Linked DNA regions of Rattus norvegicus: region 2 is linked to region 1. A link is a contact called in public Hi-C data. All regions are on one chromosome and are shown on one strand. Each heading gives the region's core, a stretch centred on a gene start, on an enhancer-like site or on the middle of the called end of the contact. The rest is flanking DNA. Distances are from core to core; before and after follow the strand shown. Region 1 has its middle 140 kb from the start of Tbl1xr1. Region 2 has its middle 95 kb from the start of Tbl1xr1.

Evidence for each region. A called contact is a pair of places that touch in the nucleus more often than the background predicts.
Region 2: a contact with region 1 is called in a Hi-C map of liver, with 2.8 times the contacts expected there. The contact joins two enhancer-like sites. A contact is called at or near these places in 5 of 12 Hi-C or Micro-C datasets (frontal cortex, hepatocytes, kidney and 1 more).

The regions. Positions count from the first base shown.
Region 1 is chr2:106,583,440-106,591,375 of GRCr8, reverse strand. No RefSeq gene overlaps it. Among named protein-coding and RNA genes, the nearest start is that of Tbl1xr1, 140 kb to the left of the region's middle. Within about 2 kb of position 3,790, at least 89 of the 93 cell types and tissues checked have an H3K27ac peak or open chromatin away from gene starts, as enhancers often do. A contact at or near this core is called in liver, where this site is marked.
Region 2 is chr2:106,631,757-106,639,692 of GRCr8, reverse strand. No RefSeq gene overlaps it. Among named protein-coding and RNA genes, the nearest start is that of Tbl1xr1, 95 kb to the left of the region's middle. Within about 2 kb of position 5,147, at least 11 of the 93 cell types and tissues checked have an H3K27ac peak or open chromatin away from gene starts, as enhancers often do. A contact at or near this core is called in liver, where this site is marked.

The DNA of each region.
Region 1 (7,936 bases), core at 2,541-5,040:
GTGGAGGCAGGGGGATCAGGAATTCAGAGTCATCCTCAGTTACATAGTTACATTTTGAGGACACTCTGCATTACAAAAAATTTGCTTCTTTTTTTTTTTTTTTTTTTTTTTTTTTGGCCTGTGCAGTCAGATACATGAGGACTATTATCTAGAAAGGAAATACCTGGTAAGAGCCAAATGTGAGGTAGTAAAGAGGAAGTGGGGATTAGAAGCAGAGACTTGGTTTAAAAATAAGAGTTCAATAAATTTCAAGGTGAAATGTTTTTGAGAAGCTGGAAGCCTAGAATGGAGGTGCAGCACTTGGGAGGATGCAAAATAAATTGGAGGTACATTTCAAACTCTTGACTCCAAAATTAACCAAGCAGGCAAGCAAGCAGGCAAGCAAGCAAGCAAGCAAGCAAGCAAGCAAGCAAGCAAGCAAGCAAGCAAGCAAGCAAGCAGGCAGGCAAGCAAGCAAGCAAGCAAGCAAGCAAGCAAGCAAGCAAGCAAGCAGGCAAGCAAGCAAGCAAGCAAATCAACAAATAAAGAGCTAGCCTACTATATATCAAATACTTGTAGTAGACGTTAGTTTTTTTGATATTGTTGTCATCCTAACACCCTTTGGGCTTGTTCAACAATGATTCTCTCTTTTGTTAGGAGGGGTTGGTGGTTTGGATGAGAATGACCCCTATAGTCTCCTATATTTGAATGTTTTATCACCAGGGAGTAGAACTGTTTGAAAGGATTAGAAGGTTTAGGAAGTGTGGCCTTGTTGGAGTAGTTGTGATCTTGTTGGAGGAAGTATGGTACTGGGATACCTTTAGCATTTTCAGAAATCCACACTAGGCGCCGTGTGTGTGTGTGTGTGTGTGTGTGTGTGTGTGTGTGTGTGTGTGTATGTGTACACCTGCCACAATGTGTGTGGACATGTCTGAGGACAGATAACCTGAGGAAGACAGTTTTCTTCCTGTAGCATGCATGTCCCAGAGATGGAACTCAGAGCATCAGGCTTAGTTGCAGACATCTTTACCTGCTGATCAATCCTGCCAGCCCTGCTGTCTTATTTTATGAGTCAGGGCTTCACACTGTTGCCTAGGCTGGCCTCACATCCATCTGAACCCTCAGATTACTGGCCTGCACAGACATGTTGGGCTTCTTTGTTTATCTGGTAATTTGCTAGAGGCTTGGCTTCCTTTTGAATTCACCTTTATTTCCCTGGACTCAGTGGGGGCACGTTCTGAACAGAGAGGATGATAGATAGCTCTGACAGTTCCTGATTGAGGATAACACTAGGAAGAAAAAAACCTGCTTTTGATGGGTTGAAATGTGATGCGGGATGCCAGGGAGGTGGGCTTGGGAGCTGGTTCCAGCAAGCAGCAGTATATAACAGCTTCCACGCTGTGTCTGATGGCTGCAGACTGCCCTGCCTTCTTGGAGCTAGAAGGGAGTCCATGATACGGCAGGGTGGAAACCTGACTCATGGCACACAGTTACAGGCTTTTGTCTCTGATTCTGACTTGGAAGTGACTCATGGGTTGGAAAAAAACCTTTTGGAAGCAAATGTGGGGGAATGCAAGACAGTTCTGCCTTGACTGAATTTTATCCTAAGATAAAGTGTGGGCCTGCTCTCCCATAAACTCTGGTAACCTTATACTGCTTCATCCTTCCTCCTACCACAGCAGGGACTTATGAAGCCTGACGATTCACTCATTTTCTTCTAGATTTGTATGAAATGCAATTTAGAGGGAGATAAAATCTCTCTTTTTCTATTCACTCCAATAAACGCTAATTACCACCAGGGCAGGGCAGATGGGCTTCTAGAAGCCTGAAGCAATATGTAACACTCTTCCTTTACATTACCCCAACTCTCTGCTTCCAACAGCCATCGGGCTACTTCCCTGCCATTCAAACTGGGCCCCTGCAATCTGCAGTAGATTTACTGAGCATCTGGTGGTGGGAGTTGAGGCTGAGGCACAAACACTCTGGAAACACAGCTCCTAACAGTGAGGCTCACTCCAGGTCTGAATAGTTAGTTCTGAGATCTTGGGCAATTTGGATTAAGAAACTCAGTTTGGCTTTGAGGGTTGAGGGTGGATGTAACACATATAAATTAAGTTAAACAACAGGAGAGTTTCTTGTGTTTAAACAAACAAACAAACAAACAAACAAAAAAACTAGGCTGTCACAAGGAATATGGGGCAGGGAGGGCTATACCAGGGACACGGTTGTGACCCACAACCTCAATGTCCCTGCTGGGCTGGCTTTTCAGCTTTGTTCTTGTTTCATTCTCTGACCATATCTGCCTTCATACTGGTTGGTCTCTCCTGCAGCAGGCCAGGAGATGGGGTCATGTAGAACTTTGTAATGTTTTTCAGTTTATCCCTTGGGAGAAATTGTCTTTTACACTTCCAGTTTCTAGTTCCCTAAGGCGGCTTCTGATTGGATTAAAATATGTCACCACTAGGCTCCTGGACCAGTCCTCTGGGGCAAGGTAGGAGAGTAGTGTGAACTGGGCCCAGTGTGGTCTCCACCTTCTTGGACTAAGTGGTTCTTTCAGGAACCTCGTGGATGTGGGAGCTTTAGAAGGGGCTGCAGCTTCAACTGGGACTGGAGGCTGCTGGTTAGGGTGGAATTTAGGAAACCAAGAGTCTGTAGGCTGTTTTCTGAAACAGGAAGAGGGGCTTTGACCTGAGTGCAGTGTTTCCAGAAAGAGTTGCCCATTTGAAAAAAAGGAGACAGAGAGGTGCAAAGTCTAGATGTATAACTCCCTAGTTGCCCAGAAGACAATGGCTCTCCCCACTTCGATGATGTGTCCACAAACAGGTTGAGCCCTCAGCCCAAGCTCAGAAGCCTTGAATAGTCCTGCATCTCCAAAGCACTAGTTCGCTTTCATCTCTGCACAGGCCCAGCCCTCCCCTTCCTTCCTGAGCTAAATAAGACTTGGCTTCTTGGTGGCATTTGCACAGGCCTGCGACAGGGAAAACAGTCTGTGGCCTTCTCCTCCTCTGGTGTCACTATCCAAGCTGGGTATGCTGGATGTGCAAGGGGGGGGGGGAAAAAAAAAGCCAGGGCTCCAGGAGACACCAGCTTGGTGGCACTGGCCCCACCCGAGTTGGTAGCACAAACAGGGGGAGGGGGGGTGGTTCTGGATCTTTTAATGCAAATTCTGTTAACCTAGCACTGAAGATGGTTGAGTACCCAATGGTCCAGTTTGCAAGGTGGGAAGAGGAGCCTACACTGTGCACCTGTAACGAAACACGTGCACCTGTAAGGAAACACGGACACCATGGCTTACAAAATGTCACCAGAGCTGAGGTGCAGGTTCCTAGAGGCTCCTTGGATCGGGGACTCCAGCAGGAAAAGGGACCCGGAGCTTTCCAGACCTTGAAGACTGTATCTTGTGTGTATGTCGAAATGTTGGGATGGGGCAAGGCCTTTGCAATCTCTACTTCCCTTGGTGACTGCTGCTAGCCTTGTAACCTCCTCTGCCGCGTGGTATGGGCTTGGAGGTAGGTGGTGGGACCAGTTCTATCAGCCAGATGAATTTTTGGCTAAACATAACATTGAAAACCCCTTCTCCCTAGCCCAAGGCCCCCTCTTGACTTGGTGGAGGCGATCCTGCTGCGGCTGAGATCCATCCAGCCTGGCCAGGCAGCCGCCGCAGTTCCCCTCCCCCGCCGGACTGTGAGCCCATTTTCGCTCGGCTGGTCTCTGCGCCGCCGGATGGATGGCGCCCCACCCCCCGCTCCTCTGCTCAGTCATTCAGACTTGGAAAGTCAATAACACGCTGACATCATCAGGGGTTTGTGTATTATTACACGGCTACTTTCCAGAATACCTGGCATTATCTAAGAGAGGAGCACTCGATTGCACCAGCAAGGCCCAGAGCGGAGTCTGCAGCCCCGGGGAGGCGCGGCTGCTCTGGCCCGGCTCTTTTTTCCACCGGGAGTACCTCCAGGGCACCAATTAGGAACAGATGGTGGCTTCTGCTCTAAAAGCAGATGCACTTTAGATATCGATACAGATTCATTTTGGCTTGGGGGTGTACTCAGAAGTCACCCTCAAGTGACCTCCATTTCTTCTGAAAACACACATGCCCTGACTTTTGGTCCTTAAAGAGCATTTTCAATGACTCTCACAGAGGCAAAAAAGAAAGGCATTTGCTCTAACCAGAAGCCAAACCCTGCCTCTTGAGGCTTGGGGTGGGGGTGGCGGTGGGGGTGGGGTGTTATGTAATCACCATTGCGGCTGATTAGCGCTTTGCTTTGCCTCCAAGGCTGAACTGAAGGTTTTGGTGCCTGAGTTTCTCTTTAAGCTTACTGCAGGGCAAACGCACAGAAAAACACGGCCCAGATTTATGGTGCAAAACTGCTCTCCAAGCAAATTGCCTTAGCATTCTGTTTCGGTTCTGGAGCAGGGGAAGTAGATGGATTTGGTGTTAATTAAGATCTCTTTATCTTACTGTTCCGGTGGTTCCTTTGCCTAGAACGAGGATTTTTTTTTTTTAAGTCTATGCATTTAAGCAGTTTACTTCTCTCCCCCTTGCTGTGAACGGTACATTGAAGTTGCTTTGATACTAATTAAATGTATAGATTGCTGCCACTTTGTTCTTGAGAACACATTCACATATTAAAGACAATACATCCAATAACTCACGCAACATGGTGCCTTTTCTGTTTGGCCAAACAGGCTATTTATTTACAGACACAGGACAGGTCTCCTTTAAATTCTCTTCGGTACTTTTAATTGGGGAGAAAAAAAATGGCAGCCAGCCCTAATTTGGAGAATGACAAGGGGAAGGAAGGGCTGGCCCTCCTTGGCCTCATCTTACCCCTCCTGCTCCCGGCAGGGAGCTGCCTGATCTAAAGTCCTTAAGTGCTCCCCTGGAGGAAACAGAGCAGACAGCCTCTCAACTAGTAAGGTTTTCTCTCCCAGCAGCCCGTCATTCAGAAGGTTAGGGCAACTTCCCTCTAAATGCTATGAAGGAGAACAGTCTGAAGCTGTCATTTCTTGAATTCAGCCACAGCTGGTGAGCACACAGCTGGGAGTCGGGGCAAAAACTTCCAAGATGGCCCCCTGATTGCCTGAGAAGTGTCTGAAATGGTGAGACATGCAGAAAAATGGAAGTTACGGGGTGGGGAAGAAAATGAACCCTCACTTTGGAGCCTGGTTGAAACCTCTAGCCAGCTGTAAAGGAAGATTTTTTTTTTTTTTTTAAGATGAAATTTGCTGTGAAGGTTGCTGTCATACAACCAATATTCCTGTGTATGTGCATGCAGGCCCAGCAACCTCAAGTGTCTTTCCTCACCAGGCGATTCCCACTTTATGCTTAAGATGGGGAGTTTCTCAGTTTTTTGGTTTTGTTTTTATGTGTATGGGTGTATGTATGTATGTATGTATGTATGTATGTGTGCAAGGGCCTATTGTGGTTAGAAGAGGGTGTTTGATGTCCTGGAACTGGAGTGGTTTCAGTGGTTGGGAGTTCCCAGATGTAGGTACTGGGGGTTCATCTCTGGTCTTCAGCAAAAGCAGCAAAGGCTCTACCTCGAGCCCAGTGGTCTACTCCTTGAAGTAGGCTAGGTTAGATGGCCAGAGAGGCCCAGCACATTGCAGCCTGGCATGTGAACCAATGTACATATATCATGTAAATATATGATCATACATTTCTAGAGGTAAAAGATATTAATTTGGTTTGCAGTGGAGATGCCCTACCTTCTCATATCCCTGTAACCCAGGGTTTACTTTAACCTTATCAATTGTATTCCTGTCATAGACCATCCAGGGACCATTCTGGGAACTCATCAAAATTCCTTAGCAACCCTTTAAAAAATAAGATTTTTAAAAATCATGCAACTATACATATATATATATGACATATATATCTTATATATGACTATTCTAAAGACAGTAATGTGGGCTCTTCTTTGAGCAGCCATACCCATAAGCAAGCTCTGTTGTATCTTATTCCCCCACCCCCAAGTGCCTGTCTTTTTTCTGTTATTAAAGAATATCCATCCAACTCCACTTCCTTGTGGCTTCTCCTGAAATTGTTTTCTGCGTCAAAGCCAATGATCTAGTTTTACTTGAGTCTGAATCTCTGAAAGAGTAGGTTAGCATGGAGTCTAGCTTCACCTTTAACTAGCCTTGGACTACTTATTTAGGGGCTTCCCACAGCTTAACAGAGAGGAGTTCTGATCTTGTGCCAAGCCTCTTTGGTTTTCAGGGTGCAGAGTCTCTTAAACCAGGTATGGCCAAACAAAGCCTGTGCTCAAGAACTACACAACCAAATTATAAGTAAGCAAATCAATCAATCTATCAAAGTAAGTTTATGATTTTGTGCTGGGATGCATTCTCCGCTGTACTCTGCTACACATGGCACCTTGAAGTGGGTTGGACATGTCGAATAGCACAGTTACTTGCTAGCTCAGCTGATCCCGTCTTTGCTTGAGCCCCTCCTGATTACAACTGGATGATAAAAAACTTATTGTTGGACAAGGATCTCCTCTATCCATCTGGTCCTGGGTGCTGATTTTCTGTACCTGGCAATCATCTTCTTGCTCTGTACTTCTGCCTGTGCAGAGGGACACAAGCTAGAAGCTGGTTTGGGCAGAACCTAATAGAGGAAGTCATTCCTCCCACTGTTGGAGCATATATGGTCTGGAATGACTCTGGTATTTCTCTGTTTTCTTTGGAGAACAAGGGTTTCCCTCTGAGCCTTTTCTACTAAATATTTGTCAACTGGCTAGAACCGGGTGTACTTTGACTCACAGGCTCCTTCTCTTTTAGATGGGTCAGGTGCAGAGCCCTCTCATCTTGGTTTTGGAAAGAGAGAGTATTGAAACATGCCCTTTGCTTTGAGGAAGACGACGACAATGCCAATTCTTCACCCGAGCTTGAGAAAAGGTCTTACCACACTCCTTAGGTTGGTCCCATACAACTTAGCTGAAGCAATTCCCCAGTACATCTCCCCATTAGGTGTGAGTAGAGATGGGAACTGCCATACCCAGCTCACTAGAGTGAGTCAGAAGTACCAGCATGTTCACATTCATTGCTACCCTATTCCCATTGGCTAGGCAACAGAACTAGCTTAGATGTTCGTCAACTGATTTATGGATAATGAAAAGGTGAGGTAACACTGCATGTCCTCTCTCATATGCAGATCCTAGCTTTTCATTTTTACATATACTCTTTATGTGGGAGTAAGTGTGCGTGGGTAGAGGTCAGAAAACGAGAAAGGGACCCACAAGTTGGAGGAAAAAAGCTTCAAGGAAGAGGGTTAGGGAGGGCAGTCAGACACATGTGAGCTGCAAGTGGAAGGGGGGCTGCAGAAGTACAAGTGGGGAAGGGGCAGAGAGAAGATGGGGGAAGGGAACCAATTCAAACTAATTAAGTCTGAAAGCACCATAAGGAAACTTGTTATTTTGTATGCTAATTAATACATAAATTACAGAATGCATAAACTGTGGGCAAGATTTTCAATCCATTGCTCACTGATATTTTTGGTTAAAAATTAGAGGAATAAATTAGAACAACAGAAATAGGATGTGTTGGTTCTTAACGATGACCCCAGCCGGGAGGAGGCTGAGCCAAGAGGATTTCGAGTTGGAGGTCTTATATAGCAAGTCCACGTCTATAAATAAGCAAATTAATAAATATTAGAAAACAGGTAAAATGGGTTTTTTAGTAAATTTCAAAAATTAGATTCAGAAACTTTCTGTGTCAAGCTGTTACTATTTGCAAATCTTCTTGGCTGCTCTGCACATCTAGCCGTGAAATGTTCCTTGATGGTTCTTAAACCTGGGTGGGACCTTAACTTTGAATGGCAGTGGTAGAGATGAGCAAACGGAGGGCCAACTGGATGAGTTTAGCCTGGGTTGGTGTTTAGGAGTCCTGACTGATCAAATTTGTCTTGCTTACAAAACAAAGAACAATAACAACAAAAGAAATCCAAACTGGA
Region 2 (7,936 bases), core at 3,898-6,397, 47 kb before region 1:
CTGCGGTGTCTGCAGTCATTCAGATCCTAAGGCATGAAATTGCAAGGAAAAAAAACCTCTTTCTTCTTTCACAAGGTTATGGCAAACTTTGACCCAACCACCCCCATCAGATAAAGTTCACATTTAGATTACAAGCAGAGAAGAGGAAATAAAAAAAAAAATAGCAGGAGGGGGATGTGGCAAAAGAGAAGTTAAGGAACAGAAAAAGAAAGAAGAAGTCGGGGGGTGGAGGGGAAGGTTACTGTGGACATAGAGCAGCATTCGTGACCATCAGGAAAGAGAAGCCACTGGGGCCACAGAATAGAACTCAGAGGAATGGACTCTGCGTTGACAGTTCTTAAAGGCAGGAGGACCGAGCTTCTAGCTCTGTGTTTGACTGCCCAGGATTGTACCAGGCTTACCTATAGCTCAGGCTGTGACTTGGCTGGGGCATCTTCTTATAGTTTGGATTCATTTCTCCAAGGGCATTTAATGTGCACTCGAACATATGTGCAAATGTGGAAGCCAGGTATCCTGACTTTTGATACAGTGTCCTCCATTAAATCTGGACTCACCGATCAGCCTAAACTAGATGGCCAGCAAACCCCAGGGATCCTCCTGTTCCTAATCCCCAGCCCTGGGGTATGGTTGCATGCCACTGTGTACTGTGGGTGCTGGGATCAAAACTCAGATTCTCATGCTTGTGCAGCAAGCTTTACCCACCATATCAAGCCATTTCTCCATCCCTAAAATTGTGTGTGTGTGTGTGTGTGTGTGTGTGTGTGTGTGTGTGTGTGTGTGTGAGACAGGGTTTCAATGTGTAGCCCTGGCTCTACTAGAACTCACTTTTTTCTTTTTCTTTTTCTTTTCTTTTTCTTTTCTTTTTTTCTTTCTTTTTTTTTTTTTTTTTACAAATAACAACAACAGCAACAACACAACAAGGAACCATGTAGTCCAAGTTGGTTTCAGACTTGCTGTGTAGATAATGGCTTCTGTTTCTGATCCTCCTGCCTCTACCTGCTGAGTGTTTAGGTTACAGGGCTATGCCATCATATCTGTTTTGTGAGGGGCTAGGGACAGAACCCAGGACTTCGTGAATTCTATGTGAGTGAGTACTCTGACACAGTTTCCATTCTGAGTCCCAGAAACAGCACTTTGATAATAGAAATAAAGAGAAGGTAAATGCACGCCAAAGTCTTTTGAGTGTGCATATGAAGTGACTCTAATGTCACATATCCTACCGGGAGACAAGACCAGCTCCAGTGAAAAATCTACTTGTGGGCTGCTTAAATGAATTAAGAAGCTCTGTTAAGTTGAGGATGATGACTTGTGCCTGTAATCCTGGCACTTTAGGAGATTGTGGCAGAACGATTGTTACATCTAAGCTAGGGGCTACATAGCAAAACCCTGTTTCAAAAAACCAAAACCCAAACAAACAAACCAAAAGAAGTAAGAAGCTGCCAGTTGAGACTTTACTAGGGCCAACATTTCTCAAAGTATATTTGATGGTCTACTGGGTTCATCAAATGCCTTTAGCAGATAAAACTGGGTTAAATTCTAGCAAAGTATGAAATGTTCAAGTCTCTGAGAATTCCTCCCGTAAACAAAGACATCTATTTGTCTCAGTGTTAACCAAGTAAACCTGGCCCTTTAAAGAATTACATGTTGTTGTTTTCTCTTTCATTTTGTGTATATGTGCAAGTCATAAGGCAACTTTGTGGAATCATTTCTTCACCTCTACATGGGCACCAAACTTGAACTCAGCTTGTCAGGTTTTTGTGATAAGCACTTTTACACCCTGAATCCTCTCTCAATGGGCTATTTTTACATGCAACTTTTCCTCCCCCCCTCCTCTTCCTCCTCCTGGTCCTCCTCCTCTTCTTCCTCCTCCTGCTCCTCCTCCTCCTTCTTTTTGCACTTATTCGTCAGAGTTAGTATTGGGGGAATATGCAAAAGCACTCTTCTACTAGATTATGTTAGACCATTGACCTGAAGTTACCATTCCCTCACCATCCCGAGGCCACTTGGTGTTTATCCCATACTCTGATATTTTCCCCTAATCAACAAAGCTGTAGTAGCTATACAGTGAAACCAAGCAAAATTATATAAACATACCAAACTATAGGGACCACTTCCTGCTAAAGATTCATTAAGTTTGACCATCCAGATTTTTCTGTATGCATACCCATCCAACAAGTGAGCTTCCTCAGAGAAATGCCTGCAGCATCAACAGCAGCCAATCAGAACTTCTAAGTAATGTGACTTAGTCAGTTGCTAGACTGAGCTAATTTGATTCAAGCCTCAAAGCAAAGAAATATAATGTTACAGTTAATTCGAATTAACACATCCATGAGGCAGAGCTTGACTTGCTGATTGTAAACACCTGAGAGTAGAGGCATTATATATAGATGAGACATATAATCAGTTCATTAAATTCTGTTATTCTGTTTCTGCAGCATGTGCTATTTTTTCTTTATTAGCATGCCTTAATGAGTTTGATCGTGACATTTTCATACATGTATACAACACACTTGCACACATTGCTTCGTACTCAAGAGCTCATCAATCTAACAATTTATATTATATAAAACCCTTGGGAATCACAGGTAGAGATATCTGTGGTAATGTATTATGAAGAGTTTGAAAAAAAATCAGTCTGGGAATGTAGCTCAGCTGGTTGAGTGCTTGTCTGCATAGCATGCAACCCTGACTCCAGTCCCAACATTGTAGGAAGTGGTACTGTGTGTCTGAAACTCCAACACTTGTAAGATAGAGGCAAGAAGGCTGTGAGTTCCAGGTCATCCTCAGCTACAAAGTAAGTTTGAGGTCAGACTTGAAATATATGAAACTCAGTCTTGGGATATTTTTTCTAAAAATAAGAAAATGATAAAGCATGAAAAATCTGTTAGTCTTTAAGGATTCATTTTTACTCCCAGTTAAAGATGTCTAGAGAATAATAGCTATGAGTTTCACTTTACAAATGGCACGTTTTATGTTAATGATCTCATTTAACTCTGCTCACCCAATCCAAGACTGAAGAGTGCCTCATAATATAATTTCGAGGATTGCCTCCGTCTCTCCTCCTCTTTTTTCAGGTGCTGGAAACCTACTATTAAACCAGCTATATAAAGATGACATTTATTGGATGGACACTCCAAACATGAACACTTTGTTTTACTTTATAGACTTCCAGGAAACACTGACAAGTGAGATCCAGGGAGCGCAGAGATGTCACTGGGTCTTGAATGCTGACAGATGAGAATGGAAGGGTTGTCTGCATCCTTTTCCTCCTTCTGCTCCTTGTTCTGTGCCGGCTGAGTCCCTCACTGGCGTGGTCTAAGTAGTGGAAGGCATGCTTACCGGAAATGCATGTCTACGTGGAACTGCTGAGCTATATGAGAGCATATTTCCACTCAGTCTTTCTGCCAAGGCTATGTGCCACCAAGAAGAGGTATGGTCTAGTTCAATGATGATCTGTGACTGTCTCCACAGGCTCCATGGATCAGGGCCTTCACATGTGGATGGGGAGCGTGCTCCCATAGTGAAAGTGTAGTCTGGGAGAATAAGAAACAGAGGGAATAAATTGGAAACATGCTAGGTAGATACTTCTGCTGATATATGTTCCCCATAGTGCCTCAGAATGTACATGTTCTATGTCTATTATATCGGTCTATCAAAAGATCCCCCAAGGCCACTATGGATGACTTTATACTTCAGTCATAGTGAGAGAGATTGCGAATAGTGGAAACCCTGTGAGTGTTTGTCTCAATGTAGCTAAACCTTCCTTAGTTCAGTCTAACAAAATGAAAACCCTGTTCTACTTGGGCCTGAGGTACATACACGTGGCAGACATGTTCTCACCTTCTGTGTTAAAGGTGAGACTGCTGAGGGAAGAGCAATGAGGAAACATCTCATGACCGCAGAAAGGGGTATCGGCCAAGACTGTTTCCTTATGTAACAGTAAAGAGCGAGATAAAGGCTCAGGGTTTGTGTTAGACTTTAAACTCCAACGGACAAAGCTGTTGCCTCCCACGGTGTCTCTGTGTGCAGATGTCACAACGACTCTCCCTGGAGGAAAGGAGCATAGGAGAAGATATGGGGAAGAAAAGCCACAGTTTAAGGAATTGAAAAGGAGTTGTTGCCTTCCAGGCAAGTGTGTAGGCCAGAGAAGGCCTCCAGCAGAGTGTGCTATGTTCATTAGGAGACTGGTGACTTGTGCCATTTGAATTTTCTCATTTCTTCTTACTTCTCATGCTAGGTTCAACTGTGTTAAGGGAACTTTCTCTCGCCCATCTCTTTAAACCTTCTGCTTTCACAGTAAGAGCCCAGTATTCATGTCTGGTTTTGGTAATGAGTCTAGACTAACAGTGAGATGGGTAGGGGAAAGAGAAAATCTCCCCTCCCCCCTTTGTGGTTAATGGTGTCAGAGGCTGGAGGAGACTGGCAGGTGTTTAGAAACCATCATGAGTCATTCTATATCTCAACTTGGCTGGGCTATGGGGCTGGATTTTCAGTCAAGCATTATTTTAGATGTTTCTGTAACAACAACTTTGAGTGAGATTAACATAGAAACCAGTGGATTCTTAATACAGCAAGATTACTTTTCATGACACGATGGGCTCCATCTAGTCAACTGAAGGTAGTGCTAAAGACTGATGCTGACCCAAGAGGTTTAGGTTCATATCAAGTCTCCATGATTGCGTGCAATAGTCCCTTAGAATAAACTTCTCCAACCCTCGTCTTGGTTAATATGGAAGCTCTTTCTACACTCAACCATAAAGTAGAGATTGCTCTGTCAAGAGTCCTGAAATCAGGATACCATTGCTATACATAGCTGTATATGTGAAAAATACAACAAATTCAAATGCCCAAACATCAGTGGCTATTTATTACTCACTTCCCCCTTGTTTTAAAACAGGGTCTCAAGTTGTCTGGGTTTCCTTTGACATTTCTATATGGCTTACGATGACCTTGACCTTCCCATTGTCTTGCATCTACTTCCCAATGGCAGATATGTGCTACCACATTCCTTTATGCAGTGCTGGGGATTGATCCTGGGTCTTTGTGCTCCTTAGGCAAGTACTCTGTCGGCTGACATACATGCCTCAGTCTTCACCATCAGCTTTTGACACAGAATTTTTGGCAGGGTACCCGTTGGCTGACTACAGAATGTGTCTGTCCCCTGAGCCAACATCTTTTTAAAAGGACAGATGATAACAAACCCAGCTGAGTTGGAGACAGTCATCCTGGCAACTACATATCTACTTTTTGCCTGGAACACCAACTCTTAGGCAAGGACTATTTGTCTTTGCACTAACTCAGGACCAGGACCAAGTTCTAGAGAATACCCCATGCCTCCGATAACTCTGAGGGTGGGCTCTGCCAATGTAAGTGACTGGACTTGGCTCAATAACCAGTGTTTTCTCAATGGCAAATCTTCACAAAGCTTATGTCAATTGTTCTACAACAGATAAGCCTAAGGTGTCCAGTTTAAGGAAATGTTCCTCTTTGAAACAGTGTGTGTGCTTTGAAACAGTGTGTGTGCTATAAACCCCTCCTTAGGAGAAAGAGGAGGAGTGTGCCCAGCTCCAAGATGTGGCCAGACAGCATTGTGCAGCCTGGTGATACTAGTCAGCCCCACCTTCAAGGACCCAAGTTCAGCAGAGGTGAAGAGTGCTTTTGTTCTGGTCACTCATTCACCAGGGGAAGCTGGACACCATCCTGTGAACCTGATCTTGTGAAATCAGACAACCTCATTGCCCTTTACAGCTTGGTAAATGATACACTCCAACTGTGAGGGCTAAAGTTATATTTTAAGTTTTAATTACTGTGCTTAAGAAATGTATAAAACAAAAATGTCTCTAGCCTATAAGCTCTACTTGTCCATGGACAGATAACTTCCTGGAACCCCGGGGGCTATTATTTGTGCAAGAGAACAAGCCATGAAAATGTTTTCACATTTGTAAACGAGGTTGATTGGTTGCTCCAACCGCCCAGAATGTGCTTAATCACATTTACCAGGAAGTACATAGGCAAGATGTATACTTCCACCCAAGGCAGCAAGTACACATCCTTGTGGGTTGTGCCTTTATAATCACCAGATTAACATAATTTGAGGCCATTTTCTGGGAATCCTGAGTATGGATCTGACCAGTGTCCCTAGTCTTGGCCAGCATTTAATAAAACTTACTTCAACTTTGGCTCAAAAGTGGGGATAATGGTCCTATTCTCATTGAGTAGGATCAATGATAGGGCTCGTAAAAGTTAATCCAGACCCAGGCTTCCAAGCTCATACGCTGGGTGATGAGCAGAGATATCTAGTTGTCTGGTCGTGGGTAGGCAAAAGCTGGCCGAGGTTTCTACACCATGCTTGGAATCTCTGGAGAGGCCTGTATATGCTGCGTCTGGCTCAATCACTTAAATTCTGGGACTGGGCATACAGCTCAGTTGGCAGAGTGCATGCTTACCATTGATGAGGCTCTGGGATCTGTCTTTGCACCATATAAGTAAAGACAAATAGTGCATTCTTGTGATATTCAAATTTAGGAGGTAGAGGCAAGAGGATCCACTCTTCAAAGTTCTGCTCAGCTATGTAATTAGAAGTCATCTTAGCCTAGGTAAGACCTATCTCAATAAACTAAAAAGCAAGCCAAATAACAACAGAACCCAATTTAGATGCCATAAAAATAGGAAAAGCTGGAAAGATTTCTAGAATGTTCTCCAATTTGATTCATTCTCCAGGTTTTCTTTACTTTCCAGCTAATGAAACTATTTTATGTTGACAGATGAGGTGGTTGGGGTTAGTGATTTCTTTTTTCTTTAGGGTTGTTGGCCTTTGATCTTCCTCCTGGGGCTGTGACTTACAGTGGGCAGTGGCTCCCATGCTCTCAGTTTGTGGTCAGCCTGGGATCACAAATGCAAACAACCAATATGCTCCAGTATGGTTGTTTAGCTAGTTTGTCCCGTAGGTGATGGGGATTAAGTGATATTTTCATCTAGTGATGGGCTTATCAGGAGATGATCTCATTGTGATTGAGTAGCATCATTAATTGTTTGAAAATACTATTTTCTACGGATTCCTGAAGCCTTAATCTGTGCCAATTTATATACATATGTTGCCTGTTTAATCTTAACACGTGTCACATCCAGTGGTCTTATTCCCTGAGAATCAGCAAAAAAGCAATGATGTTACATAGCCGCAATACCAGAATCATTTTTCCCTCTCTTTCTCTCTCTCCTGTGTGCCTGTGCGTGTGCATGTGCGTGTGTGTGTGTGTGTGTGTGTGTGTGTGTGTGTGTGTGTGTGTGTTTGGGGAGGGGCACTCATCCAGGGGCCAGAGAAGGGTGTAGTGTTTCCTTCTCTAATGGTTTCAGTTGCCTTGAGACAGTGTCCATCACTGAACCAGAAGACTACCATTTAGATGGAGTTGCCTGGCCAATGAACTCTTAGAATCTGTCTCTCTCTCTGCCCGCAAAGCTGCGCTTATGAAAGGGAGCAGCCATGACTGGCTTTTTACTTGCATACTGAAGATTTGAACTCAGGTTTTCATGCTTGCAGAGCAGGAGCTTTTACCCATTGAGCCTTCTACCCACCCCCTGAGAGTTATTCTTTAAAATCAGGAGTTCCTGCTACCACAGTTCACATGTTGGAATCCTGCCATCTGAAAGGCAGTGTCTGGGTCATTTCCCTGGTCTCCTGTGATGGTAAAATGCAGCCATAGCAGTTTCACCAGTGGAAAGTAGGAATGGGTGGAGGGTCCACTTTTCTTCCTTGGGAAGATTCTGCAGTTCTGTATGGAAATCAAGTATGCAGGAAATAAGAATAACTGAATTTTGAGTCATCTTTGGTAAGCACTGTGTCAAATTTTAAATGGCAAGAAGCTAGCAGGGGAGGAACAGGGTATTTTTAGAAGCTGAAATTTATTTTAACCAAACAAGTAAAGAGCATGTGTTACAT